Regions from separate parts of the Mus musculus genome. Here all the other regions are linked to region 2. The links are chromatin contacts, called in public HiChIP or PLAC-seq and promoter capture Hi-C maps. All regions are on one chromosome and are shown on one strand. Each heading gives the region's core, a stretch centred on a gene start, on an enhancer-like site or on the middle of the called end of the contact. The rest is flanking DNA. Distances are from core to core; before and after follow the strand shown. Region 1 holds the start of Itga9 (integrin alpha 9). Region 2 overlaps Itga9 (integrin alpha 9). Region 3 overlaps Itga9 (integrin alpha 9). Region 4 overlaps Itga9 (integrin alpha 9).

Region 1 (7,125 bases), core at 3,657-6,156, 220 kb after region 2:
GACTGAATTCTTGATTTTGTCTAGTTTCAGTCCATTTTTATGTAAATCACAATACTCTGGCAGGTGTCAACATCACCTGGCAGGCAGCACATCGGCACTTTGGATTCTCAGCTCTAAATGCGAACCGCATGTTGGAGCTGCTCCGATTCCTCGCTCAATGATGCTCTGCCAGCCTGCCGCTTCCGCGAGCTCCCTCCGTGCCTGAGCACAGCAGTTTTGCTGTCCCAGGAGAAGCAGGAAGCACGTCGCCAGAGAGGAAGCAAGCGCACCCAACCACTTTGGACTCTAGAGCATGGGGGGGGGGGGGGTGCCGGGGCAGCCAGGCTCCATTTATTTATAACTCAGAGTGTTACAGTTGTTGGTTCTGCAGCTGAGAAACTGCTAGAGACGGGGACAGAAATTGGCTTTGTCTATGTTCTCTGGCATCTACTTCTGTTGTTCAAAGGATGCCAGAAGAATCAGGGTTGGAGAGGGTGGGGACAGGAGAGTTCTGAGTGTGCAGACACTCTATGGGTGTCAGGAGGAGGAAGGGGAGGAGGAGAAGGAGGAGGAGGAGGAGGGAAGGGGAAGGGGAGGAAGGGGAGGAGGAGGAGGAGGAGGGGAGGGAAGGGGAAGAAGAAGAGAAGAAGAAGAAGAAGAAGAAGAAGAAGAAGAAGAAGAAGAAGAAGAAGAAGAAGAAGAAGAAGAAGAAGAAGCAGCAGCAGCAGCAGCAGCTCAGTCACTTTCATGTCTGCATCAAAACTGTTACCGATGCCACCGGGTTATTACGGTTTATCCACGGGGACAATTCTTGCTGTCCAGGGTATGGTGACAAGAGTCTGATCAATAGTACTTTGAACAAAGCTGGGCCTGGTTGTGTCATGAGTGGGGATACGGTTTCAGGAGCCAGACTTAACACGGGGGTTCTGAGAGGCAAGGTCACTCGTGTTCTCATGCAGGCATTGACTTCCCTCAAGAAGGAATAATTTGAGACCATGAAGAACTTAGTTACAGACCCAAGAGCTGACAGCTTCACTGCAGAGACACTTTGTGTGCTCTGTGACACACATGCACCTGTGGGTCTTATAGAAAACCCTGTAGACCAGGCTCAGACCCAGCTTGTCACTGCTGGGTGGTGGTAAACCTTTATGGGGTTAGGTCTGTGGGAAGTCTTACTCTTAAAAAGGACAGCCCGACCCCTGTCTCTTTCTCATTTTTGCCCTTCGAGAACTTCCACCACGATGTGTCCCCAATCCTGACAGAGCTAAGAAGCACCAGGGCCAACAACCACGGACTCCAGTCAGAATCCACACTGTGAGCCAAAACGAACCTCCTCTCTTTGTCAGTTTACTAGGGGTATTTGTTCCAGTGACAGAAACCGGTAACAAACCCGGACTCCTCAGCTCTGCCACCTGGTGTCTGGGTTCTCCCTGTTCTTTCCAGCAGATTCTCTGCCCTGTGCACAACACAACCAGGAGCCAGTTAACATGAAACGAAGGTCCCAAGTCACATCACAACTGAGAAGCTAAAGACCATCTCATCTGGCCGAGGGACAGACGATGCAATGTTACTTAACATCGGTCATCCTTTCCTGCCCAGGTTTCAGTGTCCTTTCTCCTATAGAAACCCCTTTCATTCCCCACCTTTGGACTCTAAACTTTCCAAGTTTCTCCACGAATTTTTTCTGCTCTTCCCCCGCACCACACCAGCCTCTGGCTAAGCAGCTACCAAACCCCAAGTCCTGAATCCCCCCCATGTTTCCCATTTCACGGGAACCTTTGTAATACAATACAGAATACTGTAAAACTGTCATCCTAGCTGACTGGGGAATTCTGATTCCAGGAATTGATTGGAAGGAAATAATTAAGAACGTCCACAGTGTTTCACTGTGAGAATGCTTACATATGTTGTTACAATTATAAACAACTGGAAATGACCCGGTAAGTTTAGAGGACAATGGGCTCCGGGACTACCTAATACTGAGAGACTTTCATTCAGTCATTAAGTCAATCAACCAACCCCAGAGTTGTAAGTAAAGGCAAAGATTTAGGGTAGATGCATATTTCACAAAACTAGGCCAGCGGCTACCTCTAAGATTATTCTCAACGTACAGAAATAAGAGTAAGCCCGGGGCTTCAGTCGGGGCTCCATTGACCTCACACTCCAGGGAAAAGGAGAAGAGAAGAAATGGGAGTTTCTCCTGCTTTAAACTCCACAAGCCCCCACTGGGAGTCACATCAGAAGAGGTTTATTTAGGAGCCAAGAGGGAAATGTAGGGGAAAGGAAGGAAGAAAGGGTATGGAGGACAGGTTTTCTTAAGCAGCAAGAGAATTCAACAAGAGACTGCAGCACTGTAGTGAGAATACAATCTGCTTCAAAGAGAATATATATATATAATATATATAATATATTCATATAGTTATATTATATATTACGTGTAATATATGTATATGGTTTATTATAATATATGTAAAACACATACACACGCTTTATATATATACATATATATATATATATATATACATATACATATACATATATATATATTTTTTTTTTTTTTCCCCCAGAGGGCTGCTAAAAATCTGAGGGACCAGCAGCACTCCAGTGCAGGGAGTGGTTGGTGGGCAGGAGAGGTACTTCTGAGGCCAGCTGCTTGTCACCACAGAAATGCCTGACCCTCTCCTGACAAGGTCAAGTCCCAGAATGGCCACCCTTACAGTGCGGTCCTGGGTGCCTGAGCATCAGGTCAAACCCTTTGTCACTGCAAAATCTGTTCACAACCTCGTGCATAACAAAGCAAGCTGAGCACCTCGTCTCTGCTCCTATATAGTTAACAACAGACAGAGAGGCTGTGACCTGGGGTTCATCCAAACCCAGGTGACAGAAGCCTGGCTCCTGTCCCTGGAACCAGATTGTTGCAGGGCACAGAGGCCAGCCATAGCCAGCAGTTCCCACTGGCTCCCACAGCTGCCTGCCCTTTCATTAGTAGCCCCCCACCCAGAACAGCCATTCAATTTCTGAAAGTTCCTCCCATGTGCTTTGTGCCGGGATCACACTGTGTGGGGTTCTGGGTGTATTCTACAAACTCTTTTTTTTTTTTTTTTTTTTTTTTTTTTTTGGTTTTTTGAGACAGGGTTTCTCTGTGTAGCCTGGCTGTCCTGGAACTCACTCTGTAGACCAGGCTGGCTTCGAACTCAGAAATCCACCTGCCTCTGCCTCCCAAGTGTTGGGATTAAAGGCGTGCGCCACCACACCCAGCTCTACAAACTCTTTCTATTCAGCCATAATCTATCTGTACCAAGCCCAGAGCCCATGGCAGACCTGGAGCCTTTGGAACATAGGAAAGTGTTCTGCCCTGCTGTCTGAAAAGGAAGGGTTTGGCAACTGCAGGAAGCAGCCTTGGCTGGTAACTGTGACTAGAATCAATGTCAGGAAGGGATGCAGAGGAGAGCTACACACAAGGACTTTGAAAGCTGGTTCTCTTGGAGGCCGCTCTCCTAAATACACGAAAGTGTTAATAAAGCCAGTCACAAAGTTCTCTTTCTCCAGGGTTCTGAAAGACCCGCATCCACAAGCCCCCGATTGCCTCGGCCCCTGTCCAATTCCGAGCAGAGACTCCCAGTAAGTTACATGTCCAAGCACACACACTGCCAGTCTCCATCTCCCGGCCTGCTGCTTCTAAAGATGCTCGCTCACGGGATAGCACCCTCAACGTGAACCAGCCATCTCCTGGGTCCACAGTAACATCATCTAAAATGAGGCTGGGGAGCTACTGAACTCTAGCTGCCTTGAATAGGTGGGCGTGGTGCATGGTGTGGCTCGTTCATTCCAAGGAAGTGGTCTATCCGCCTTCTCTAAGCGCTCCTGCTGTGGGGTCAGTTAACTTCACTATTGATGCTTAATGAGGGAGAGACTTATTCTTTTCTGCAGGCCCACCCATCTCGCTGGTTCAAAACTGTACCCCTTGATTAAAAACTTCAGCTTCCTAAATCTTGTCTCTAGACACGTGGGAGAGCTCCAGGCTGCCCACCAGCCACACAGTCTGCTCCTTGGGGGTCCTCTCTGCATCCCAGATCCTCTCAGAACTTTGTGGGGCCCCTGGGTACCTCTTCTGGAGATTCCTAAGCCACCAGGACCCACTCCCACCACACCCCTTGTTTCTCTGCTTCCTGCATGCTGCTGCCCTAGAGTTACATGAAGTGGTCCCCAAGAGCAGCCTGGCCTCCTAGGGGCCCCCCGGGGATCTGGGGCAGATGGCCAGCCCGCGGTGGCCCCTGGAAGGCAGACAGCCAAGTAACTTTGCTTTGGCGAGAGCGAAGCTGCGTCTGACTGCCCAGGGAGGACAGGGACCCCAGGGACGCCCCGGGCCTCGGAGAGCAGGCCAGGATGTCAGCGTGGCCGCCCGGACATTTAAATCGGCCCCGCGGGAGGTGGAGTGGAAGAGGCCGGAAAGGCGGCGGCCAACTTGGGGGACCACGGGGTGCCCACGCCAGGGTCGAGGATCCGCGGGAGACACTTACCAGCGCGTGTTGTCGTGGAAGTGCTCCAGCACCGCGTAGCCGAAGAAGGAGCCTGAGGGGCCCTGGAAGCGTACCGGGCGCTGCGCGTCCAGGTTGTAGGCGCCGGCCGGGACCCCCGCGGCCACCAGCGCCAGCAGCAGCGCGCGGAGCCCTCCGGCGCCGGTCCGCGCCGCAGCCGGGCCGCCCATCCCCAGCCGGCCGCCGCCCTGCGCCCTGCCCCGCGATCGGGGCTCCCGGGACACGCCGCTGCCCGGGGCGGGAGCCGTACGCTCCGAGTCTAAGCCCGGGACGCGGCGATGGGCTACAGCGAGAGCCGGAGCAAGGCCAGGGACGGCCGCCAGCGCCCCGCGTCCTCTCGATGCCCGCCGAGAGGTCTGCGCTCTCGGAAGGAGCGGGTCCCGGGCCCGGGCGGCACTGGACTGCGGAGAGGCGCGCCCGCGGGGTGGGCGGCCCGGGCGGCCCGGGCGGGACGGGTCCGCAGCGCCCCCTGCTGGACGCGGTCTCAGGCGCACCCCCGGGTCCAGGTTCTGGACCTCGGTGAACTGCATCCTCTCAATGTCCTAGGCTCTGCTGTGTCCAAGCTGGCTGGGTCTCTCTCCTTTTGTCTTACACTGAAAGTCTCTCTCTCACACACAAAGACCCAAAGCTACCCGAGCCAAGGATGGGTAAATATTCTGGCCCTGCCCATCTGGAAGCTCTTCTTCAGAGGCAACCGCTCAAGACCGCCAGTCAGTTGCTGTAAGAATTAGTCATGTGGAAGAGAGCAGAGCGTTCTTCCATACTCCCTGACCTGGCCAGCGCTTTCCAACTTGGCAGACATACAATACAGCCAGGTGTGCTCCCCTGTATGTGGGAGATTATGGTGAAGTATACGTTGCATAAAGTTTACGTCATAACCTCATTTTGGTTATGTGATCATCAATAGCTCATCTTGCAAATTAAATTATACATAAATTTAACAAGCACGCCCAGCCCAGTCCAGCCCCCGGCAAGTTTCATTTATCCCTGACTCTATGAAGTTGACTATTCCAAGTTTAATGTTATTGTTGAACTAACTCTTTACTCTGGTAAAATCACAACCCCCTCCCCATCCCTTCCCACCCTCTCCACTTCCAAAGTCTCATTCATACTAAACACACACGACGCCTTTATCTTTTTCTTTCTAATCAGGCTTATCCTTACAACAACAGTCAAAGCCTAGGGTAGGCAAGGTGGGGTGGGGGGGGGGTGCACATTCCAGAGTTATCCACTCGCCAGCAGTCTAAACACGGGGATCTTTACAGGTGAAGAGCCTCTTCCAGCTGTCATCAGAAGGGCTGTGACAAAGGAAGCCAGATCACCGCTAGCTTGGGAGCTGGAGGGAAGGGTCCATGAGGTAAAGAAGCCAGGCAGCTTCAAAAACTGGGGACAGAGAAATGTCTTCTCCTCTACCCCTTCCAGGAACGCAGGCCAGCGAGACCCATGACCTGTCCAGCATTGTTAGATGATCAATGTTGCTGTCTTAAACCACTGCAGTCAGGTAATTTGCATAGCTCGGATGCACTACTGCTGTCTTACTTGTGGTCAGTATTGCTGCAATGAAACACCATGTCCAAAAGCAAGTTTCAGAGGAAGGGGTTGATTCAGCTTGTACTGTTCATCATGGAAGGGAGTCAGGACAGGAACTCAAAACAGGGCAGGAATCTGGAGGCAGGAGCTGGTGCAGGGGCCATGGAGGGGTGCTGCTTACTGGCTTGTTCCCCATGGTTTGCTCAGCCTGCTTTCTTGTAGAACCCAGGACTATCACAGTTAGGAATGGCACAACCCACACTGGGCTGGGCCCTCCCTCATCAATCACCAATTAAGATCTTGTGGAGGGAAGCATTTTCACAAGCAATGCTCCCTCCTCTCAAATGACCTTAGTTTGTGCCATGTTGATACAAAACTACACAGCATAAGTGCTATATCCACCTGTCTTAGTTTACTTCCTGGGCTGTAAAGCAACACTCTGATCCAGAGCAACTTGGGGCAGGAAAGGAAGTATCCCAGCTCACAGGTTAGTCTCACAGGAGAGAGACGGGGCAGGAAGCCATTACAGGTTAGTCTCACGGGAGAGAGACGGGGCAGGAAAGGAAGTATCCCAGCTCACAGGTTAGTCTCACGGGAGAGAGATGGGGCAGGAAGCCATGCCAGAGCTGAGGGAGAAATCATGAAAGAACTATGCTCTTCACGCTGGCTTGCTCCTCACCCCCCCCCCCCGCCATGCACGGCTAGCTTTATATATGGCATAGGTCACCTGCTCAGGAACTGGTGTCACTCACAGTCGGAGCCCTCATTCACCAGCTAACAACCATGCCCACAGACAAATCTGATGAAGACAATTAGTTGAGATTCCCCCCCCCAGGTGATTTTATGTTGTATAAAACTGATCTTAATGCTTATTAATATGGTACCTTAAGTTATATGTTAAAGTGTGTGTGTGTGTGTGTGTGTGTGTGTGTGTGTGTGTGTGTGTTCCTCAGTGAAAGAGCTATAGATTTTTAGTGAATTCTTAAGAGGTAAGGTAGACTTTAAAAGGTTAGGAACTGGGAGCTGGAGACCATGCTCAGAGGTTAAAGCCTTTGCCACTCTTGCAGAGGACCTGAGT
Region 2 (7,011 bases), core at 52-2,551:
CTGGCTCATCTTTAGGCCCAGAGGAAACTGTGGTGTGACCGTGTGTGGAGAGACCAAGGTCTCTACAGTTGGCAGGAGACCCATAGCTATGAACTGATGTATCCGTCCATTTCTGGGTTCCAACCGTCAGCTCCTTCATCAGAAAAGCTCTACAGGCCTTTTGGGAAAACCAGTGAGAGCTTTCCTTGGCATGAGGTCTAGCCTCTTCCCCTGCCATGGCTTCATGAATAGGGCTGAAAGCACCACCCACTCCAGAGGTCTCTGCTCCCCCATTCTGAAGGCCTGCTTATCTGAGGAGAGGGTTTCGGTTCTGTCTCTTTGAGTTCCTCCTCCCTGTGTGGCTCCATCCACTGCCTTCTGTTTCCTTTGGAGGCAGAAGGCAGTTCCTTCATCTGAAACCTTCTAGATGAGGGCCTCCAGGGAAGGAGGCCTCAACCCAGCAGATAATTAAAACAAAACAACAACAAACTAATATTTTTATTCTAAGCTCCACACCCTTATATAATATGTATTGCTCATATCCGTCCACCTCATCCAGGGCCCTCGACTGCCCCTCACCACATCCCTCCCACCCCCCAGAGCCATGCCTTTAGTTGTACTGTTTTGCTATTACTTAGTGCTGCTCACATGTGTGTAGGCTGTGGCCATCAATAAGAAACCTACTAGCAGCCACAAAGGAGAGTGACTGTCCCTCTCTCAGCAGCCATCAGCTGCCAACAGGTCCTCTGATAAGGGCAGGGCCTGGGGGGTGGGGGTGGGGCTCCTCCCCAACGTGTGCTCAGCAGAAGACATTCACCTCCTCTCCATACTGACCCCATGAAAGCACTCAGTGTTTAAACCTCATGTACAGGCAGCACAGGACGAGGAGAGGCCATGCAAACTTTCAGATTGCCCCAGCTCCCATGTCTGGAGACCAGAGCTCCTCACAGGGCTCCTGTCTTAGCAGAAGCAGACGTTGTCTCTCCTGCCCGTGGCGGCCCTTGCTCCTTTCCTATCACTTCCAAAGCTGATGGTCAGGTAGGGCAGGGCTGGGCAGGCACTGACATGGTACAGCACTGAGGTGCGGGCTGGGTGCGGGCTGGGTGCGGGCTGGGTGGACACAAAGTCTTCCTTTACCGACATGCAGAGCAGGGGCAGCAGAAGGGACCAGCTCGGCTGCTACTGGCTGTGAGACTTAGCTGTGTCGCCAGCTCTGAGGTCTAATTTCTTCCCTGGTAAATGGGACAAAGATGCTGCGGCAGACACCCAGCCCACCATGCTCCGCCCACTAGCCTAGGGGTGCTTGATCTCATTCGCAGCCTGCTAACCCAGGACCATGTGACCAGGCTTATTATGTCAATCATCCCAGGGAGACTCTGAAACTTCCTTCTACTAGAACTTCGTGAAATCAAAGCACTTCTTCATGGTGACCTGGCTATGATCTCGGTACCCTAAGGGGACAGACTTGTCTGAACATGGAGCCAAAACAGGACACATCGCAAGAAAGCTCAGAGGTCCAACAGGAAACATGGGGTGGGGGTGGGGGGCAAGCGAACCTCAGACTTTCACTTTGAAGAACAACAATTTCTCTGTTCACTCAGTAGGAGGGGAGATTGGCTCTTCTATTGTTCGGAACAAAAAGAGCTAAAGCAGGTGCAAGTACCTCACTGTTCTGGGGCCTCTGCAAGTACGCGACAGAGCTAGGTAGGAATGGTGCCTGGAGCAGCTGGGCTGCTGCAGCACTGACACCCGCTTCCTCTGTGTCAGAAGGAAAGGTCAAGATGCTCCGAGCAAAAGCATTTTGGGGTACTCACTAGAATACTTCTGAGCAGATGTGAAGGCATGAATGTAACAGGAACCTCTGCAGCCCTCCAGAAGGCTCTGTGGGCAAATCTAAGTCCGAGGAGGGCTTGGTGGTGGCCTGTGCCCTCAGGCCATCAGTTGCTGAATGTGACCAGGGACTGAGATGCTGTTTCTAAAGACAAATGATAGCTAAGGTTGTGCTTTAAACCATGGTGCTTAATTTGTAAGTCGTGACTATCAGCTCTTACAGTACAGTGGCTCTACAGATGTGGCGCCTGGGAAGGTGTGCTGTGTCAGGGAGAGGCCACTTGAACGGAAGGGAGTTTGTCAGGAAATCGCCCCCTTAATATTTGTAAACTACTGGAGCACGTCTTTATTTTTATTTGAAGCAAATAAAACTATGTGAAAAAGATTTTTTTTCCTCTTTAAAAATTTTTAGCATGAGCCAGACCTGGTGGTGCCTGCCTGTCTTAGAATTTCTATGGCTGTGATAAACACCAGGATAGGGAGGAAAGAATTAATTTCAGCTCACATTTCCACATCATAGTCTATAACCTAAGGAAGTCAGAGCAGGAACTGAAGCCAGGCAGGAACCCGGAGGCAGGAACTGAAGCCACAGAGGAGGGCTGCTTACTGGCCGGCTTCCCCTGGAGTATCAGCCATATCGCTCTCTCTCTCAACTTTTTTTCCTCTCTCATACATTACAGCCTGCCTGTAGTTCCCCTCCCTCTCCCCCAGCTCAAATCCTCCCATCAAAAGAAAAAATAAATGTGTGTGTGTGTGTGTGTGTGTGTGTGTGTGTGTGTGAGTGACAGAGAGAGAGGGAGAGAGAGAAGTAATCAGCCTGTTTTTCTATCCTACCCAGGACCACTGCCCAGGACTGGCACTGCTCACAGTGAGACAGGCTCTTCCACATCAGTCCTCAATAATCAATACGAAAAGGCTATGTAGACTCGGGTTCCTCAAAGGAGGATGGAACTTTGACCCAACTGTGGCGCTGTGATCACACTAGACCGTTCCCTTTATGAGTGGCTGTTCCTTCTGTGAGATGTGACCTTTTAGACTTCTCTCAGCTTGGATAGAACATGTGTTCTGTTATGACAAAGGTTAGATTTAAAGCTTGGATTCATTTAATAGTTAATGTTCATTTTCTGATGATATCCCCCCTGGCCTCCATTTGAAGACCTCTATAGACGATGTCTTAGTGTTGTTTTCTTTTCTTTTAGTTTTTGGTTTTTTTTCCCATTCCTTGTTCAGAGCTAATAGTTGGACCAGGATTTTATAATAAATATTTCCTAGGACATTTTGAAGGCATTTTTGTAAGAATATGATAGGATCCAACATTCAGACAAAATGAAGGTTGTTACCCACACACGACACCTTCCTCCATTTATCTGTGGACACTTCACTGTGTTCGCCTAAGGCCTATGTTGTTTGGCCCCTGCCGAACACACCAGCCATGTCTCAGCTCCCCTCGCTCACCTACTGTGCCACCCTCTCTACAGCGGCCCTTATCCCTCCTCATCTCAGTGCCCCTTTTTCCTGAACATCTCCCAGGGCACCTTTCCCGGGTCCCCAAGCCTGTTCTGTTCACCATAGTCACAACTCCTAGACACTTCTTCAAACCCATCCTCCACTGGGTTTGTGAGGAGGTGGCCACAGAGCTTATGTCTATTCTGTGTATACATCTCACACCTTAAATACTCATTAAACGTGCAGTTCACTCTTTTTGAATAAATGAGAAAGCACAGCAGCGGCGATAGCAGTCAGACCAAGCTAGGCAGTTCCACTCTCAAGCTCAGCACTTAAAGCCGGAGGAGTAAGTTCTGTAGAACATCAAGGTACTGTCTCTGGGCCATGCAAACAGGACACCATTTTTTTTTTATCCACTCCATCTTTTCTTTGTTGGAACTGCTTTTGACTATTGGGTATATATTCCTATGCACAGGAAGCATGAGTTTCTATCCTATGGGAATCCCTGTTGTCTATCACTAGCAGAGCCCCCAGATGCTGTTACGTATCAGTAATAGGACTCTGCTTGTCACATGATCCATGTCATCAGGCACCTATGTTCCTGGTGTGCCACTAGCCTCTTACAGGTGACTTGGGCATACAGCTAGGGGCTTTTTTTTTTTTTCTTTTCCCTAACAATATTTGGACCCGAGTTGGGAAAATGATGGATGGCTTGGGGATAGAGCAAGGCAGTCGAGCGTCTGACACGCGAAGGGCTGAGTGACTCTACCTCTTAGGACTTTTTCCAGCTGTTTAGAACTCAACGGGCAGAAGGGAAAATGGACAGTGTGTGTGGTTTTTCCACCTTCCTGGCCCATTCAGGGGCAAAGCTCTTAAGTGTGATATTCCTTTCGCTGAGTTCACCTTGGGACAAATCAGTTCCAGAGAAGACATTTAAAAAGGCAGGGAAGTCGTGCCAGCTCCCAGAATCCAGCGCAGCAACACATGGGCACCACAGGAAAGCTTCTTCTAGTGGGAGCCTGGTAGGGGTTAGGTCTCTGTGCCAGTACCCCCCAGGATACTAAAGAGAGTCTTGTTTAGACAAAACACAGCTGCCCCAGAAAATTCATCAGTGCTTCCTGTCTGCTACCCCCTACACAAGGAAAATGGGGGATGACGTAATCTGAAAGATGTCATTCACTAAGCACCTGGCTCTCCAGAGGGTAACTGCTACAAGCCAGGTGGGCAGCCAGCAGGACCATCAGACATGCAAATTAGCCTCTTTATGCAAAGAAGATGCATCAGAGACCTCTGAAGTCAGCTCCTCAGTGCCTGGATCCCAGTACCCAGTTTTGGCAGCTGTGCCTTGCTTTAAGCCTTGGTTTCCTCCTCAGGAAAACAAAGCTCACAAGTGGACATGAGTTATTGTGGGGCTGAAACGTGTTAAAAAAAAAAACCCACAAAACTAGTGCCGAGCGAAGTGTGTAGCATAAAACTGAGCACCCAGTAAGGCTGTCTTTCCCATTGCCCAGTGTTGAAGCCATATCAGCTACACGCCTTCAGACTACCAGAAAGAATGCAGGCTCTCTGTTTATTTTAGAAAAATTCTAGCAAACGTCCAATATCCAAACCTGACAAAGATCACACAGCAGAGGAAACTGGGAGATGCGTCTTGCTTATGATTACGGAGACAAACACACGGAGCAAAGCGTTAGAAATTATAGCAGCGGCGTATTTCAGTCCTTATGCTCAGGGGGTGAAATTTTAAAAACAGAGTTTGTTTCCTTAAAAGCTCAAAAGAAAGGTTGCACAAACACAGCACTATTTCAAGTATAAACAGTTTGTGAGAAAAGAAAGCAATAATTGATCAAAAACTTCAGACTTAACCAGATTGGGTTCTTGTCAAACCTCACAGGCTAAATATCAACAGGTTAGACTTCCAGACCTCCAGGCCATAGTACAAAGGCGAAACACACCAAATAGCATCATTTGGGGGGAAAAATTGAAGTCACACACAACCTACTCCCCTCTCCCGCCCCCAAAGCCATTTTGATTGGTCAGGTTTTTCGATGCGTCTGTTGGAATAAAATAAGCCTGGGGAGAGAGATGTGCTTTAGGCTCGGGTACTCAGAAGCCGACTCTGACATGGGAGTCATAAAGAACCAAAGACCCACACAAAAGACAAGCAAATGAATGAAGAAACCTAACCTGTATGAAATGTCTCCAGGAAGGACAGTCGTAAAAAGGAGGGAGGATACAGTGTGTGTGTGTGTGTGTGTGTGTGTGTGTGTGTGTTACAAATCCCAGAGCGAGACGGCACCTCGGTGATTGCCTGCATTGTGTGCTGGGCTTTGCTGCCTCAGCACCAGCAGCCTGAGGTTGCTGTCAGGTCCTGGCACGTGTGGCTGTTTATGACCACGGCTAAATGAGCTCCGTCAGCCTGAGGTTAGTCAGTCCTCTAAAGAGTCACAGGTATTACCGAAAAATAAAGGAGCAATGCGGGATTGGGGGATGCTTCACTGCATAGAGGAAATGCCTCGGGAGGGAGCACGAGGGCTTGGGTTTAGTGCAGGGTGGGTGTGTCGGCCCTCTGTAATTCTAGTTCTCAGAAGGCAGAGACAGGATCCTTGGAGCAGGATAATTAGTTAGATTATCCACATCCATGAGCATTGGGTTCAATTGGGAGACCCTGACTCAATGGGCAAGGTGGAGGGAGAATGCTGTCACCAACCTCAGGGTTCTGTATAGGCTTCTGTATCTGCACACACACGCGCGCGCGCGCACACACACACACACACACACACACACACACGGGGAAATGTATATGAGCATGGACGCGTGCTCACCCACACACACATACACTACCACATCCCTAGCCCCACCTTGTCTACCTTAAGTGGGTCCTGGGAGTTTTATCTGGAGTCCCAAAACTCTCTCTCAGTTTCAGATTTCTTGTATGTTTCTAGCATATGCACACCTTAACTTTGTGCCCACTATCAAAACATATGTCACTGCTTCCTGATGGCACGCTAAGCTGCTACAAGGTCTCCATTGCAAAGACCATTATTTTACATTTAGATTTCTTCCATGCATTTGTTGAACATTCTCTGCATTTCCCCCATTTTCCTACCCTCAGCCCCTTTGTTCCCTTTGACAATCTCACTTCCCCTTTTATTTAATATATACATACCTCATTCCCTGTGACTATATAAAACATAGGAACATGGGAGGGGAATAAAATCTGGAGTTTAAGATTTAAAAAAAAATAAAGAGATATAAGAAGGAAAAAAAAACCCATAGGAATCACAATCCAGAGAGAAGCTTTTTTCCATATTGGCTTAATTTGCTTAATATTATTGTTTCCAGTTGCATCCAGTTTCTTGCAAATGACATGACTTCATTCCTATGGCTGAAAAGCATTCCGTTGTGTATAAAAACCACATTTTCTCTATCTTTTTCTCTCTTGCTGGACAGCTAGGCTGGCTCAGCATCTTGTCTGTTATGAACAGTGTTGCAGTAAACATGGATACGCTATCCCTGTGATGCATTGACATGGACACCTTTGGATGAACACCAGGGGTCACGTAGGCCTGAGTTATACATTAGATCTAGTGGATCTGTGTCTACTTTCTGAGAAACCTCCATCCACACTGATCTCCATAGAGGCTAGGCTGGCTAGTTTATATGCCCACCAGCAAGTTTATGTGGGCTCCCTGTTGTCCACAATAGCTTCCATCTTTTGAGACTTGCTTTTGATTCCTGGGCCCATCCTGTCCA
Region 3 (6,880 bases), core at 346-2,845, 200 kb after region 2:
AAACGCAAACCTTTGTAAACTTGACACAGCCAGAGTCATCAGAGGGGGAAGGAGCCCCAATTAAGAAAATGCTTCTGTAAGAGTGGGGTGTAGGCAAGCCTACAGGCTAATTTATTAATTAGTGATTGATGGGGGTAGGTCCAGCCCACTGTGGGCAGGGCCGCCCCTGAGCTGGTGGTCCTGGGTTTTATAAGAAAGCAATCAGAACAAAGGATGAGAAGTGAGCTAGTAAGCAGCACCCCTCCATGGCCTCTGCATCAGCTCCTGCCTCCAGATTCCTGCCCTTTCTGAATTCCTGCCGACTTGCATCAATAATGGACAATGATGTGAAATACAAGCCAAACAAACCCTTCCCTCAATAGGTTGCCTGTGGTCATAGCCTGTCATCACCCTGACTAAGGCCATCGGTAGGTAACTGAACAGGCTCTCACTTTTACTAGTTACCGGTTACCAGAGGGATAAGTAAGGGGGGGAGGGGAGGGAGGATAGGCTAGGGAGGAGTCGGATCAGTCTGGGCCTGGTGGGTGCCAAACACAAAGAGGGAAGCAACATTAAGTTCACTTTGAGTTACAGAAATAAATCTGCCCTAAACTTTAAGTGTGTGCATTCATTCGTGAGTTGTAAGTGTACATGTGTATGTATACACGCATGTGCCCCCATGTGTGTGCATTCATGTGTATATGTGAGCAGAGGTCACCTCTGGTTGTCATTCTTTGGGTTCTATCCATCTTTTGTTTCAAAACAGGGTCTCTTCCTGGCCTGGCCCTCACAAATCCAATGAGACCCAAGGGAGCCTGTCTCCACCTCCCCACTGCGGGGGTCCATCACAAAAGATCTACAGTGCAGAAGACTAAATAACAACTGGGCACAATGTGTGCTGAGCAGTGAGCCACTAGGAAAAGGCACTGCTCGAGGGCAGGACACTTAGGACAAATTCCACCCTGCCGCTCCAAGAGCTGTGGATTCCTAGTGCCTGCGCAGTGGGGACTTGGGCTGGCCTTTGTTTCTAGCACCCAGGAAGCAGGACAAATCTGACCACCCCAGGATATTAAATACAGCAGGCCTTGGGATATAAGACACCACTGTTAGGCTTCTCTGCGGAGTAGAGTTAGGAGCCTCCCTGGGGTAGAGAAAGCTGGCCCCAGATCCCCTTGCTCTGTTCCAGGGGCCACCTTCTTCTTGGGGTCTCATTCATCCAGTCAGCTCCCCGCTACTCGGGTGTCATGGTGTCTGGCACCTTCCCTGCCAATGCTTTAGTGAGGCAGAGAGATTGGCAAAGAGGGCTGACGGATGTTACAACTGATGTCTGAAATCCTCAGCAGACTTCAACAAAGGCTCATGGACACTGTCACTAATTAAACACCAGAGACCTGGTGTCAGGCCCCATGGGTAGGTTCTGTCTTAATTCCTACCCCAGAACCTGGGGGAGCCCTGAGGACCCCAGACACACACACACACACACACACACACACACACACACACACACACCATCCTTGCAAAGAAATCTCTCTTCCCACATTAACCCTGGAAAGTATATGTTAGCTCCTATAGAGAGTTGCTTCTTGCTGGCGTATGAGAAGAGCTTACAATGAGCCAGCTCCCCACCCACATCTCCACCCCCACCATCCAGCAGCCTTACCATGTGTCCCTGCAGGACCTCTGCTAGGGCAGTTCACACTCCTTCAGCCCCTCCATGATATGCCTCAAATGAAGCGTCCCCGAGCAGGCTATGTCCATGGGAACTACAGAAGTCCTTTCCCAAGCAGGCCACATTCACCACCTGGCTCAGCCACACAAGGAGGTTTGGCCAGCCTGTGGATGCTCTAACTCAAATCCATAATGGCACTGGGAATCAAACCCGAGAGGAAAGCCACACTAAGGGATAATTCCCCACCCCCTTTCCTCTGGGGCTGAGTTTGAGCCACTGGAGCGAGTCAAAGAGCCTCCCTCAGAGAACCCGTTGTTTTCACAGGTGAAAAGAATTATCAGATTGACAACTTAAAACGGCTAAAGCATCTACAGCCTGCCATGTCCAGCCCTGAGGGCGAGGAGTATAAATGTAAAATCCTTGTGCTGCGTCCCAAGCCTCCCACAGACTCAAGTCTCCCATCAGCCCCAGTAAACAACCATTTGTAAGTCATTTTACACTAGGGGCTGGGGTGTCACTCAGTGGCAGAGCTCCTGCCCGAGGCCCAGGGTAGCATCTCCAGCCCCACACGCCAAAGATAAAATAGAGAAGCTACCGTTGTGTCCAGCTGCCTTCTGCACACCTATCCTTCCACCCATAGATAAGTTAGGTCTCACCAAAGAAGTGTCTGCGGTGGTGACAGATACAGAGACGCACGTCTGGTCAGAGTGCAGAGAGGGAGTGACTGAGGTGCTCAGTCAGAAATGGATGTCTTTATCACACCCCCACTCCCCAAGGCCCAGGGGACATCAAGGAAGCAGGCTGGAAAGAGTGTAAGAGGCGGTCAGGGGGCTGCTGGGAAAAAGAATATTCTGAAAACGAGGGAAACCTTACGCCCATGAACTCAGAGCACCTGTCACTGCCTGCACAGTGCACAGGAACAAGCCAGTCAGCCTGCCTGCCTCGGTGGGGGAGGGGCTCACAAGGCCACACTTCTCCATGAGGAGCGGTTGGCCAAGGATGGCTACCGAGGAGTGGAGGCAGAGAATCATTTTCCTTCAAAGAGCTGACCCTTGGTTGGTTGCCCATGATCCAGTGGATAGACCTACACCCTCGCTGAACATATGGGAAGCACCCGACTCAGCGGGTAATTTTTTTTTTTTAAGACAAAAAGGAGTTAGACACTGTGGCACACACATTTAATCTCAGCACAGAGGAAACAGAGGCAGGGGGATCTCTGTAAGTTTGAAGCCAGTCTGGTTTACTTCCAGGACCATCAGCTATGTAAAGAACCTGTCTCAAAATAAATATAAGTAAATTTAATTAAAAGGTTTTTTTTTTAAGAAAAGAAAATGAAGTTGAGGGAGAGGGGAATGGGAAAGGAGGGGGAGATGGGAAGGAGGAGGGAAATGGGGAGAAGGGATCCAGGAGAAGTGAGGGGTGGATATGACCAAACAGGTTGTAGAGAAGAATTCTCCCAGAAAGAATAACTTTAAAGTCACAATAAGTAAAGAAGAGAGAGAAGCCCATGGCCCACAGGAGTCGGGAAGCAGCTACAGGAAGAAGCAGGCTGTGGGTCCACCATGTCCCCAGCATTAACACCACAACCCTGGAACCGTCCGTGGTTCCACTCCTTCCAGCTCAGACACAGTCCTAGCGTGCCAGGCTGGGAGGAGCCTGGACAGCAGAATTCTCAGATCTGCTTCTTCCAACGCAGAACCAAGACTTGGGGGTAAAATGTCTGTCAGAATCTAAAGCAGAGAAGGGACCCGGTAGACTCCAATGCTCTTCCAAGCCCAAAGTTCTAAATAGTTCTAACAACAGCTGTGATTCAAACCCTGCTAGCATCCCCTGTTCATCCCTCTAACCAGCATCCCCACAGGAAAGGTTTTCTCAGATCCTGTGATGTGAGCTAAAGAGACACGCGTGTCTGTGCACGTGCCTGACACACACAGAATGGCATACTGGAGAGTGTGCTTGCCTCCGTGTTTACAGAACATTGTGGCTTCCTTGGCAGCCCGGTGCTGGCGCTTTACCTAGGCCACAGTCCAGCAAGACAACTCCAGCAGCAGGCCAGCCTTGGAGTGCGGCTCCTCTGAAGTCCATTCAGCTGGCTGCTGGCCAACTGGACCCTGAGAGACGGAGACCGCGACAGCTCAGAGTTCAGGGTGCGCTACTGAAAAGATGCCACCTTCGTTTTCATTCTTTGTCCTCTGGGTTACAAAAGCCATATTCCAAGTAGTTGAAACATCCTTGTGGTACCCCAGAGAAGACCATGTACCCTATCAAAGGACCTATATGTCCCCAGCTCCCATCAAATAAACATCAAGGTGTTCCCACCCCTGCTTGTTCCTTCAACTGTGGTCCTGTGAGAGCACCTATAGGAACTGCTAACATTATCCCCATTTCACAGATGAAGATGCAGGCAGTCAAGGCTGCTCCTGAAACTTGCCCTAGACCCTAACTGCCTGGATGCAGCACGTGCCCCATAGCATCGGGTACCAACCCTGCTTCTGCTCAGTAGGAGGGAGGAAAAGGAAGCCAGCTGGTATTCAGTACCCTTCTGCTATGCTAGTGTATGACCATGCCAGGGAAGCCCAGGGATGCTCCGTGGGCTCCGAGGTTGGAACTTGGCCTTGAGTCTGTAGCTTAAAGACTGGGGTCTGGTGCATGGAGAGTGACTTTTTCTCCTCCCTCGGGCTCACAGAACGGAGGAGGTGAACTCCAGTCCTGGCCTTGGGTTTCATAGACACTGACATTGGCAGCATGGTGCTAACCAAAGGTCTGCCTCCCTGGTTTCCAAAACCTCTTTGGAAACACATGCCTGTCTGCTTAGCCACTGGCAACATCAAGGATCATGGGAGCCTGGCTCCAGACTAAGGCAAATCCACCCAGGCAGCTTCTTGTGCGTATTCCACTCGGGGAGGCTGGGTTAAGGTGCTGTACCCAGTAGTAGAGGCTTCCGAGCCCAGAACCCACGTCCGGAAGCACTCTTTCTCCTATCCCTGCAGCTGTTTCCTAATAGCCAGAGACGTGCTTCCCAGCCTAGCTATGAATGAGACCCAATACAAAAGCGTAAACTTACTTAAAATAGGCTGAGGTTTGTGTATGTGGACCGGAGCGTGCGTGCCTGTGCAGACCAAGGTTGACTCTCCTCTCACAGGTCAGTTCCTTGGAGAGCAGGTATCAGGGGCTAGGCTGAGGCAGAGCTGCCTTCCTAGAGAATGCCTGGGAGCAGCAGTGCCTTGAGGCTCCCTCCCTCCCCACAGACGCCACAGCGGCCATACCACAGGGCAAAATTACAGCCAGTTCGAGAACAATGAGTGGGGATTACAAACTTCCAACCCCGTTAAGTTTGTTTTCATGCATCTGATTCCAAACCAATGCTCCCCCAGGGATCTATGTTCCAGTTACAGGAACGCAGCTTAGTCAGTGTGTATGTACTGCAGAGAACCCCCAGGAACCACTGCCTGCCTCTCACTGGACACAAGACAGCTAAGCAGAGTGGAGAACCGTGCTGGACCCTTGCAACCATACTGCAGGCTTCGTCTCAGAGGGAGAAGGCAAGTGCTCACCACCAGGAGCCGTGGACCAGAAATGCCTCAGGAAGTTCCTCTTTAAGTCTCAGGAAACCAAGGTTGCAGGTGGTTTAGCAGTGGGCTTGCTGGGCACTTCAAACTAACAGCTCCACCCGGGCTGTTTGTGGTTGTGTGTACATGGTGTGTATCTGTGTGTGCAGATAAGCATGTACATATGTGGGAGTGTGTCTGTGTGTGCAGGTAAGCATGCACATGTGTGTGTGGGGTGTCTGTGTGTGCAGGTAAGCATGCACATGTGTGTGTGTCTGTGTGTGCAGGTAAGCATCCACATGTGTGGAGATATGTCTGTGTGTGCAGGTAAGCATGCACATGTGTGTGTGTCTGTGTGTACAGGTAAGTATGCACATGTGAGTATGGGGTGTCTATGTGTGCAGGTAAGCATGCACATGTGTGGGAGTGTGTCTGTGTGTGCAGGTAAGCATGCACATGTGAGTATGGGGTGTCTGTGTGTGCAGGTAAGCATGCACATGTGTGTGTGTCTGTGTGTGCAGGTAAGCATCCACATGTGTGGAGATATGTCTGTGTGTGCAGGTAAGCATGCACATGTGTGTGTGTCTGTGTGTACAGGTAAGTATGCACATGTGAGTATGGGGTGTCTATGTGTGCAGGTAAGCATGCACATGTGTGGGAGTGTGTCTGTGTGTGCAGGTAAGCATGCACATGTGAGTATGGGGTGTCTGTGTGTGCAGGTAAGCATGCACATGTGTGGGAGTGTGTCTCTGTGTACAGGTAAGCATGCACATGTGTGTGTGGGGTGTCTGTGTGTGCAGGTAAGCATGCACATGTGTGTGTCTGTGTGTGCAGGTAAGCATGCACATGTGGGGGGTGTCTGTGTGTACAGGTAAGCATGCATATGTATGTGTTCATTTTGGTGTTCATCTGTGTGTTCAGAGAAGCATGCACATATGTGTGTACATGATAGTGTGTCTGTGTATGGAGGTAAGTGTACATACATGTGTGATCATTTGTGTGTGTCTATGTGTAGGCAGCACACACACTGTGAGTATGCATGTATACATCAGAGGTCAATGCCGGTGTCTTCCTCAATCTTGTTTTTGAGACAAGGTCTCTCGCTGAATCTGGAGATCACTGATTTATTAGACTGGCTGGCCAGTGAGTCCCAGTATCCCTTATGTGTGGCTTCTCAGCCCTGGGATTGCAGGCCTATGCCATACTATGTTACTTCTTTTAAGTGTTAGGAATCAAACTCAGGTTCTCATGATTGCACAGCAAGCATTTCATGGATTGAATCATCTTCCCCGCTCTCTCCATTTTTGGAGATAGAGTCTTTTGTACATTAGCCTGGTTCTTGAGCTTCCTATCTAGCCAAGGATGACCTTGAACTCCTGATCTGCATGCCTCTACCTCCTGAATGGTGAGATTACAGTAGAGGAGCACCATACCTGGTATAGGCAGTGCTGAAATGACAGGGGCATCCTACCATATCAACTGTATCCCTAGCCTTCTCCCTGTATTCTACGCTTTGTGGCCCAGTTACTCTCGATAATGTTTAAGATGCACTGACCAAATTCTCCCCCTACCACTGACAAGCTTTGTGGCCTCCAATGTGTTTCTTGATCACTCTGAGCCTCAGTTTTCCTCTGCTATGGAAAGGGGGGATGAAAATAGACGCAATGGGACTCTTGTGAGGTTT
Region 4 (6,919 bases), core at 1,360-3,859, 170 kb after region 2:
GGCTGCCAAGTGTCCCAGAGGATTTACCTCCATTCATGAGGAGAAAGGGGAGTGACAGTCACAGTCATTAGCCAGGAGGCTGGTGACAATTACGCCATTGACTTCAGAGAGGACTAAGGTCCCTAGAGGGCCCAGGGAGTTAAAAACAGGATTTAGAAATGGAAGTCTGTGGACATTCCCATGTGGAGTCCCCTGGAAGGAAGCCAGCTCCTCCCACCCCCAGAGCAGGGCAGTCTCTGGCAGTCTGTCTTCTCCTGAGCAACCAGAAGCCAGCCATCCACCTGTGGGCTGAGGAAGAGAAGACGGGTCCCAACACATAGTCACACTCTAGAGATGTGCAGACCTAGTGTGTGTACTCAGCCTCATCTGCCTTGTGTGTAAGAAGCACAGAGAGCCCCAGGGGCCAGAAGGAGACTGAGCCAGGCCTGGGGAATTAGCTGAATGGTGGAAGCATGTGGGCCATGTTCAGTCCCCAGAAACAGTGTTTCCAAAAAGGCAGAGCTCGTGCACACTTGTAATCCCAGTGCTAGAGAGCCAGACACAGGAGAACCCCTGATGTCTGTGTGGTGAGACTCAAAGCCAGTGAGGGACCTGTCTCAAAAATCAAGGTAGGTGGCATATGAGGCTGACTTCTGCCTTCCACGTGCAGGATTGCACACATGTGCACACGCTAACACACATAAACATAATTGATCATGCAGCCACAGGCACACCATTCAACATAAGGGACATTTCTGTTGCTGTTTTGCTCTAAGTCATGCAGGAGCAGGGAGGCCACCTGAGGGTCATTTGTCAGGTCCCAGGCTTTGCCTTCTTCCCTCCCTCCCATCATTTCTGTGGGCTTCCTGTCCCTCGAAACATATCTCTCCGTTCTTCAAGAGCTAAGAGTGCCAATTCTCAGAGAGGTAAAGCAAGTCACCAAGGGTCACACAGCTACTTAACCCATGGTCTTTTATCTCTGTGGCCTAATGGGGGTTTTTCAAAGTGAGTGATTTTGCAAGATCAAGAGGTTGACTGACTGACTGAAGTCATCTCGGGGGTAAAGACAAGGAGGTAAAGACATGAGAGGCCCCTCGAGCTTTTCCGATGGTGTGGCAATAATATAGCTGGAGACTAACAGGGTGGGGCAGCCCAGTAAATAACCCAGTGACCCCCTGCACTGTCCCCAGGCTCTTAGTGAGTCTCTAGTACCATTAAAGGTAATGGAATTACGTTTTGAAAGACACTAAATAAATAATATGAAGGAACAAGGAAGTCATGATTGCAACAGGACTCTGCTTCCTGAAGCTCCAAGTGTGAGCTCCAGGCAGAAGGGAAAAAAAGACTCTGGGGAAATAGAGGGAGAAATTCAGTTTCCAGCAACACACCACAGAGCCGGGAACGTTTTTCCAGTAAGTGACCATTAATCCCGGCTAAATTACAACAGAAAGTTAACTGAGTTAGACCGCTCTTCTGTGAGGCTAACTCAGTTCTTCCCGCCTTGTCCCGTCCGGTCACTATGCAGAAGACTCCCGGCTGCCAGACGCAGCCCAGAATCTTACACTGGGGGCTGAGGGTAGAAGATATGGGCAAAGAAATAAACCCTATGTCAATTGCAGGGCATGGAGATGGTACAAAGGGAAAATAAATCTTGCCTCAAACAGCACAATGTGGGACTAGCTAGAGAGATGGCTCAGCAGTGAAGGACGCCTGCTGCTCTTCCTGAAGATCTGAGTTTAATCCCCAGCACCCGTGCTCAGCCACTCACAACTGCCTCCCAGGGTATTGGACACCTTCCTCTGGCACCTGCACATATGTGAGTACACACACACACTGTGATGGTTTGTATATGCTTGGCCCAAGGAGCAGCACTATTAGAAGGTGTGGCCCTGTTAGAGTAGGTGTGTCACTATGGATGTGGGTTTTAAGACCCTCATCCTAGCTGCCTGGAAGCCAGTATTCTGCTAGCTGCCTTCAGAACAAGAGGTAGACCTCTCAGCTCCTCCTGCACCATGACTGCCTGGAGGCTGCCATGCTCCCACCTTGATGATAATGGACTGAACCTCTGAACCTGTAAGCCAGCACCAATTAAATGTTGTCCTTATAAGAGTTGCCTTGGTCATGGTGTCTCTTCACAGCAGTAAAACCCTAACTAAGACAGCCATGCATGTACGAACACGTGCACGCGTGCATGTGCGCACGCGCACACACACACAAATAAAACAAGTCTTTTTAAAAATAGAACAACAGCAAAAAACGATTGAAATGTTCATCTTAAGCAGTTAGGTATAAAGCTCGGAATGTCGGGTAAATGGGTTTTTTCACCTTACAGACTCTAAAGCTAAACAAGCCACTGTAATTCTTGCGTGTGTGTGTGTGTGTGTGTGTGTGTGTGTGTGTGTGTGTGTGTGTGTTCCTTTTTGGATCCAGTGTTTGGATGCAGGTTAACACTCAGGTGTACTAGTGAGATCGTGTATGAAGGGAGGTGGACAGCCTTGGGCACTAGTCTTCCAGAGCCATCCACCTTTGGTTTTTGAGGTGAACCTCAAGATCACTGGCTACGCTAGGCTGGTCCACCAGTGACTCTGAGATGACAAGCCCAAACCACCGCATCCCTCAGGGGGTGGAACTTGGGTTCTCATGCTTGCAGGCTAAGCACTTTACAGTCTGAGCTTCCCCCTAGCCCTGTGGCTGTAACTCTTGACCACAAGACGATCGAGGAGACTCGGACATTAAGAGCCCAATGAGAACATCTTGCCTGACACTGTTCAGCCTTATAAATTTTACACAATAGCAATTATGTGCAAATGGTATTCTTTTCAAAGCCCTTGGAGTCTCTTTATAGCGGAGACTCTAAAGACAGTTCACAAAGACACATCACCACGCCTCTATCAATGCCTTCCAAATTGGGAGAGTGTTCCCTGTGCTGAGAGCCAAGGTTTCTAAGACAGCCCCATCCTGGCCCAGGCTAATGTCCTACAGGGGGATATTGTCACTAGCACTCCAGCCTCAGGTAGCAGGGGACACTGTTTGGAGACCAGCCACCATTTCTCCAAGCTGGCATTGTCCTATTCCAGGGTTAGGGTGTATGGGGCAGGCCAGCAGGAGCTTAGTCATTTCTGGTTACTAGGTCTGGAAGCTCCAGAGGGAGGGCAATTGTGGGGCTCCACCTGGACCCTACTACCCAGAAATTCGTTCTAGAGGACAGGTCACATCCCAGCCTCCCCGAAACCTCTATGACTTTGTCACGAGCTCTCTCAATGTGAAGCAGGACTGTGTATTTTCCTTTGGCCTCCTGTCCCACCCTGACCACACACATTCGGGGACAATGGTGGCCTGGTTACTCTCTTCTAGGTTACTCTCTTCTAGATGCCCTAGGAATCTACAACCTTCCAGATGCCCCCTCAGCTTCTCTGCCCAGGTGACCTTACAGGTACATGTAACGACACACAAATGATAGACTTCCCATCACAAAAATGATGAGTTTATTTGCCTAAATGTCCTGAATGCCAGGCTGGTATCATTTACCCCACTGTACTTGACTGTGCTCTGTCACCTGGTCACACACTTGCACTGGACTAGAGACCCAAGTAGATGTGCACAAGGACCATGCATGGTGGCTCTCCTGCCACCAAGGTCCTGAACTCTGAATCTCTCTGTACCCCATGGCCTTCTCGTTTACCCTTCCCACCTTCCACCAGTCATGCTCCCTTAGTGCTATTCAGCACAATTTGAAAAGGCTCTACACCCCAAGTGCTGAGAATCGTGGATTCCAGAGCCAATGCTACCACTAACCCCAAGATCTAAGGACATACAAGGGTGCGATGATGGGGAGATCCTCAGCACAGATCCTTCTGGGCTTCCCACACTGACTCTACCCTGAGCAGCTCTGTGTTCTCTGTAGACTGTCAGAGAAGCAGGACAGAGCATCCATCTCTTCAGTCCACGGCACTCTTGCTATGACCATCCCTGATTATCTCTGAAGACCTGAGAGCAGTCACATAGCACACATGAGACATCCCATTCCCAAATGCTACAGCAATGGGACGTCACCGTGCCTGTACTCATGGCCACTGAGCAGAGTGAAGCCTTCTGAACAGAGTGGACAGCTTTACCAAGGACCCTTAGCCCCTCTCTGTCTCTAGGCGCAGCAATGGCAAGCCATGGCGGCGTAACCCCCCCCCCATTGCTAAGCCCAGACACCCCAATCCTTTTCAGTAACAGGAAACTAGACACAACATCATGGGACTGGGCACATAGTTCTTCTGGTAGAATGCTTGTGTGCATGCCAAAGGCCTGGGTTCCCTATGAATTGGGCATGGTGGCACATGTCTAAAACCCTAGCATTCAGGTGGTGGAGGCAGGAGGATCAAGAGTTCAAGATCATTAAGGGCAGCATGAGACACTGTGTCTAAACCAAACAAACTCAGAGACAATATCTTACAGACGCTAAGGGTCTAGTACCCAGAGAGTTGGGCTAATCTAGTCAAATACTTAAAATGTTCTTTCAAATAAAAAACGTAAACACTTTGTTCTGCTTATCTAGACTTGAGTTGGAGGAATGCCCTAAGCACAAAGCTATGGAAGAGGTCTGGGTAGAGCCAGGGGCAAGGGGCTGGCCCCAGTAGAGCTGAGCCCAAGAACATGAGTCACACCCTTGTCTCCATTGAGCAGTCCAGGAAACACAGGGTGGAGGAAGCCAGGAGGAGCTGGAGATGACCTCCAGCCCCCTGTGTTCCCAGGAAGACCTTTCTGCACAAACACAAAGGCAGTGAGTCCAGGTGACCCTGGGCTTGCTCACTCAGTCTCGAGTTGTCCCCACAGACATAGCCACACAGAGAGAACAGCAAAGTACTAGGCTCCCTCCCGCTGTTACAGGATAGAACATGCATCTACCTCAATGACACAGGTACACACGTGCTCTTGTGTGTCTATAAAAACTTCTAGGACCTAGGTTGTGGCTGTGATGAAACACTGGCCTAAAACAGCTCGAGGAGAAACATGCTTTATTTCACTTTACAGCTCACAACCCATCACCTATGGAAGCTGAGACAGGGAGAAAAGGCAGGAACAGAAGCGGAGAACAGAGAGGTGCCGTCCACTGGCTTGCTTCCCCCATGGCTTGCTCAGGGTCACTCTTATCCAGCCCAGGACACCTGCTCCTGGGGGCCCTGCTCACACTAGGCTGGAGCCACAGCCATCAGCAACCAAGAAACAGACTTGATCACAGGCCATTCTGAGAGATGCAATTCCTCTCTGAGATTCTGTCTTCCGATTTATGTCTAGGTTTGTGCTAAGCTGGCAGAAACTAATTATGACAACCCACAAAAAACACAAACGCCTACAATTTGTCTTTATAAGTCTGACTTATTTCACTCAAATGATGGTCTCAGGCTTTATCTAATTTGTATTAAACAACAGAATTTCACTTTTTAATGAGTCAATTCATACACACATATGCTTGTGTGTGCATATGCATATACAACTTTCTGCGTGCATCCTTTTGAATGGCATCTAGTCTGTCTTATACCTTAGCCCTTTGGCTGGCACCACAGTGAGCATGGATATGCAGATGTCCCTGTGAGTGTAGAGTCCTTCATATATGTATACAGACAGAAATAGGACAGTAGAGTACTCATATGATAGCTCTATGTTTAGCTTTTGGCAAAGCCAGCGTATGCAGATGCCCTTGCCCATGTATGCGCGCAGGGAGATCAAAGTTTACCTTAGGTGTCTTCCACAATCACTTTCTATTTTTTGACAAGATCTCTTACTGAACCCCGAACTCCCGGATGTGGCTAGCATGGCTGGTGAGTCTCCCAGCCCAGCCCAGGAATCAGACATGAAGACCCAGGTCTTTATGTGGGTACTGAGGGTCTGAAGTCAGCTCATGCTCACACAGTAGGCACATTAATCTCCTGCTCAAAACTGGTCTTAACACACTGATCCCAAAGTCATTTTCCAGTTGTCCAGCTCAGCTAGAAAATAAAGTATCTGGGAAAATAGCTTTCTAGCCTTAAATTATTTCCAAAGATCACCAAGGAGCGATAAATCTCTCAGTAACTGAAGATAAAGCAAAAATTTAGGGGTCTGTGCTTATTAGCGGACAGGTCGTTAGTAATAAAACGGGCATTTACCTCCCCCAAAGGGAAGAGATAAACTACCTTCCGTTCTGATGGACTTCCGTCTACGTGGGAAATAAGAGTTATGCTATTAATAGCGAGGTTAGAGAGGAAGAAGGAAAAAGGTCTTGAAGCAGTTCCCGAGTAGACTGTGGCAAGTCCTGAAAGCCAACTGCATCAAGCAATTAAGCAAGAAGGGCATTTGACGAGAAGAAAAGCATTACAGGGAATATTTAATACTTTTGACCTTTTACATCCATTTTGTAGGTCAGGGCGACTTTGTTCACAGCCAGCAGTTCAGCTAACACAGCAGGGCTGCTGCGTTAGCCTCAGTCAGCAGCAAAGGGCGGGGCTGATGATATCTATCTCACCCATTTCTGCCGCCTCTCATGCTGTCTTTCCAGAGGAAGGTTTACCATCACGGGAAAACGGGTTGTTTAAAATGCTACTGTATGGCTACAAAGGAATATTATGCTGCCTTGAAATGGAAAGGCGTGCTGATGCATTCTAGGACATGGAGCATGCCCTGAGGAGACAGGGCTAAATGAAGTTGGCAAGTCACACAGTGGAAGGTTCTGCTTGTACCCAGAGTGAGCTCTCATGCAGAAAGTGGGGAGGTTCTTGCCAGGAGCTGGAGACGAAAGAGATGGAAAACTGCTGTTGACCAGGGATGGTTTCCGATGATAGGAACCACGCAAGACTTCTGGAGAGAGGTGGCAGCTGCCCAGTGTAGACAAGAATGAGGCACACTTCAAAAATGGTTACAATGTTCATTGTTATGCATATGTTGGGCAATTAAATATTACAAGGAAAAGCGT

What was found. Promoter capture Hi-C pulls out the DNA fragments that hold promoters and counts their contacts. HiChIP or PLAC-seq counts read pairs in DNA pulled down with a chosen protein or histone mark.
Region 1: a contact with region 2 is called in a promoter capture Hi-C map of second pharyngeal arch cranial neural crest, with 5 times the contacts expected there. The contact joins the promoter of Itga9 here to the enhancer-like site in region 2. A contact is called at or near these places in 13 of 39 promoter capture datasets (the 3T3-L1 cell line, the C10 cell line, cancer-associated fibroblasts and 8 more), 2 of 15 datasets of contacts at CTCF or cohesin (embryonic stem cells and pro-B cells), 30 of 484 Hi-C or Micro-C datasets (CD4 T cells, the HL-1 cell line, bone marrow-derived macrophages and 11 more), 18 of 115 datasets of contacts at active chromatin or transcription factors (the SCID.adh cell line, bone marrow-derived macrophages, cardiomyocytes and 11 more) and 4 of 9 other capture datasets (adipose tissue, embryonic stem cells, liver and 1 more).
Region 3: a contact with region 2 is called in an H3K4me3 HiChIP or PLAC-seq map of craniofacial prominence, with 3 times the contacts expected there. The contact joins two enhancer-like sites. A contact is called at or near these places in 1 of 15 datasets of contacts at CTCF or cohesin (large pre-B cells), 4 of 484 Hi-C or Micro-C datasets (myocytes, nephron progenitors and undifferentiated spermatogonia), 4 of 115 datasets of contacts at active chromatin or transcription factors (cardiomyocytes, craniofacial prominence, embryonic basal ganglia and 1 more) and 2 of 9 other capture datasets (adipose tissue and liver).
Region 4: an H3K27ac HiChIP or PLAC-seq map of microglia shows a contact between it and region 2, with 6 times the contacts expected there. The contact joins two enhancer-like sites. A contact is called at or near these places in 1 of 15 datasets of contacts at CTCF or cohesin (large pre-B cells), 1 of 484 Hi-C or Micro-C datasets (nephron progenitors), 3 of 115 datasets of contacts at active chromatin or transcription factors (fibro-adipogenic progenitors, microglia and oligodendrocyte precursor cells) and 3 of 9 other capture datasets (adipose tissue, embryonic stem cells and liver).

Annotation. Positions count from the first base shown.
Region 1 is chr9:118,604,490-118,611,614 of GRCm38.p6, reverse strand. It overlaps Itga9 (integrin alpha 9), which reads right to left and starts at 4,906. Exons shown (of 28, transcript NM_133721.2): 1 at 4,500-4,906. The coding sequence starts at 4,687.
Region 2 is chr9:118,816,086-118,823,096 of GRCm38.p6, reverse strand. The region is part of intron 18 of Itga9 (integrin alpha 9); the gene reads right to left. Among named protein-coding and RNA genes, the nearest start is that of Gm39454, 31 kb to the left of the region's middle. Within about 2 kb of position 1,301, at least 69 of the 459 cell types and tissues checked have an H3K27ac peak or open chromatin away from gene starts, as enhancers often do. A contact at or near this core is called in craniofacial prominence, double positive thymocytes, microglia and 1 more, where this site is marked.
Region 3 is chr9:118,619,381-118,626,260 of GRCm38.p6, reverse strand. The region is part of intron 1 of Itga9 (integrin alpha 9); the gene reads right to left. Among named protein-coding and RNA genes, the nearest start is that of Itga9, 16 kb to the right of the region's middle. Within about 2 kb of position 1,595, at least 14 of the 459 cell types and tissues checked have an H3K27ac peak or open chromatin away from gene starts, as enhancers often do. A contact at or near this core is called in craniofacial prominence, where this site is marked.
Region 4 is chr9:118,645,386-118,652,304 of GRCm38.p6, reverse strand. All of the region lies in intron 4 of Itga9 (integrin alpha 9), which reads right to left. Among named protein-coding and RNA genes, the nearest start is that of Itga9, 42 kb to the right of the region's middle. Within about 2 kb of position 2,609, at least 4 of the 459 cell types and tissues checked have an H3K27ac peak or open chromatin away from gene starts, as enhancers often do. A contact at or near this core is called in microglia, where this site is marked.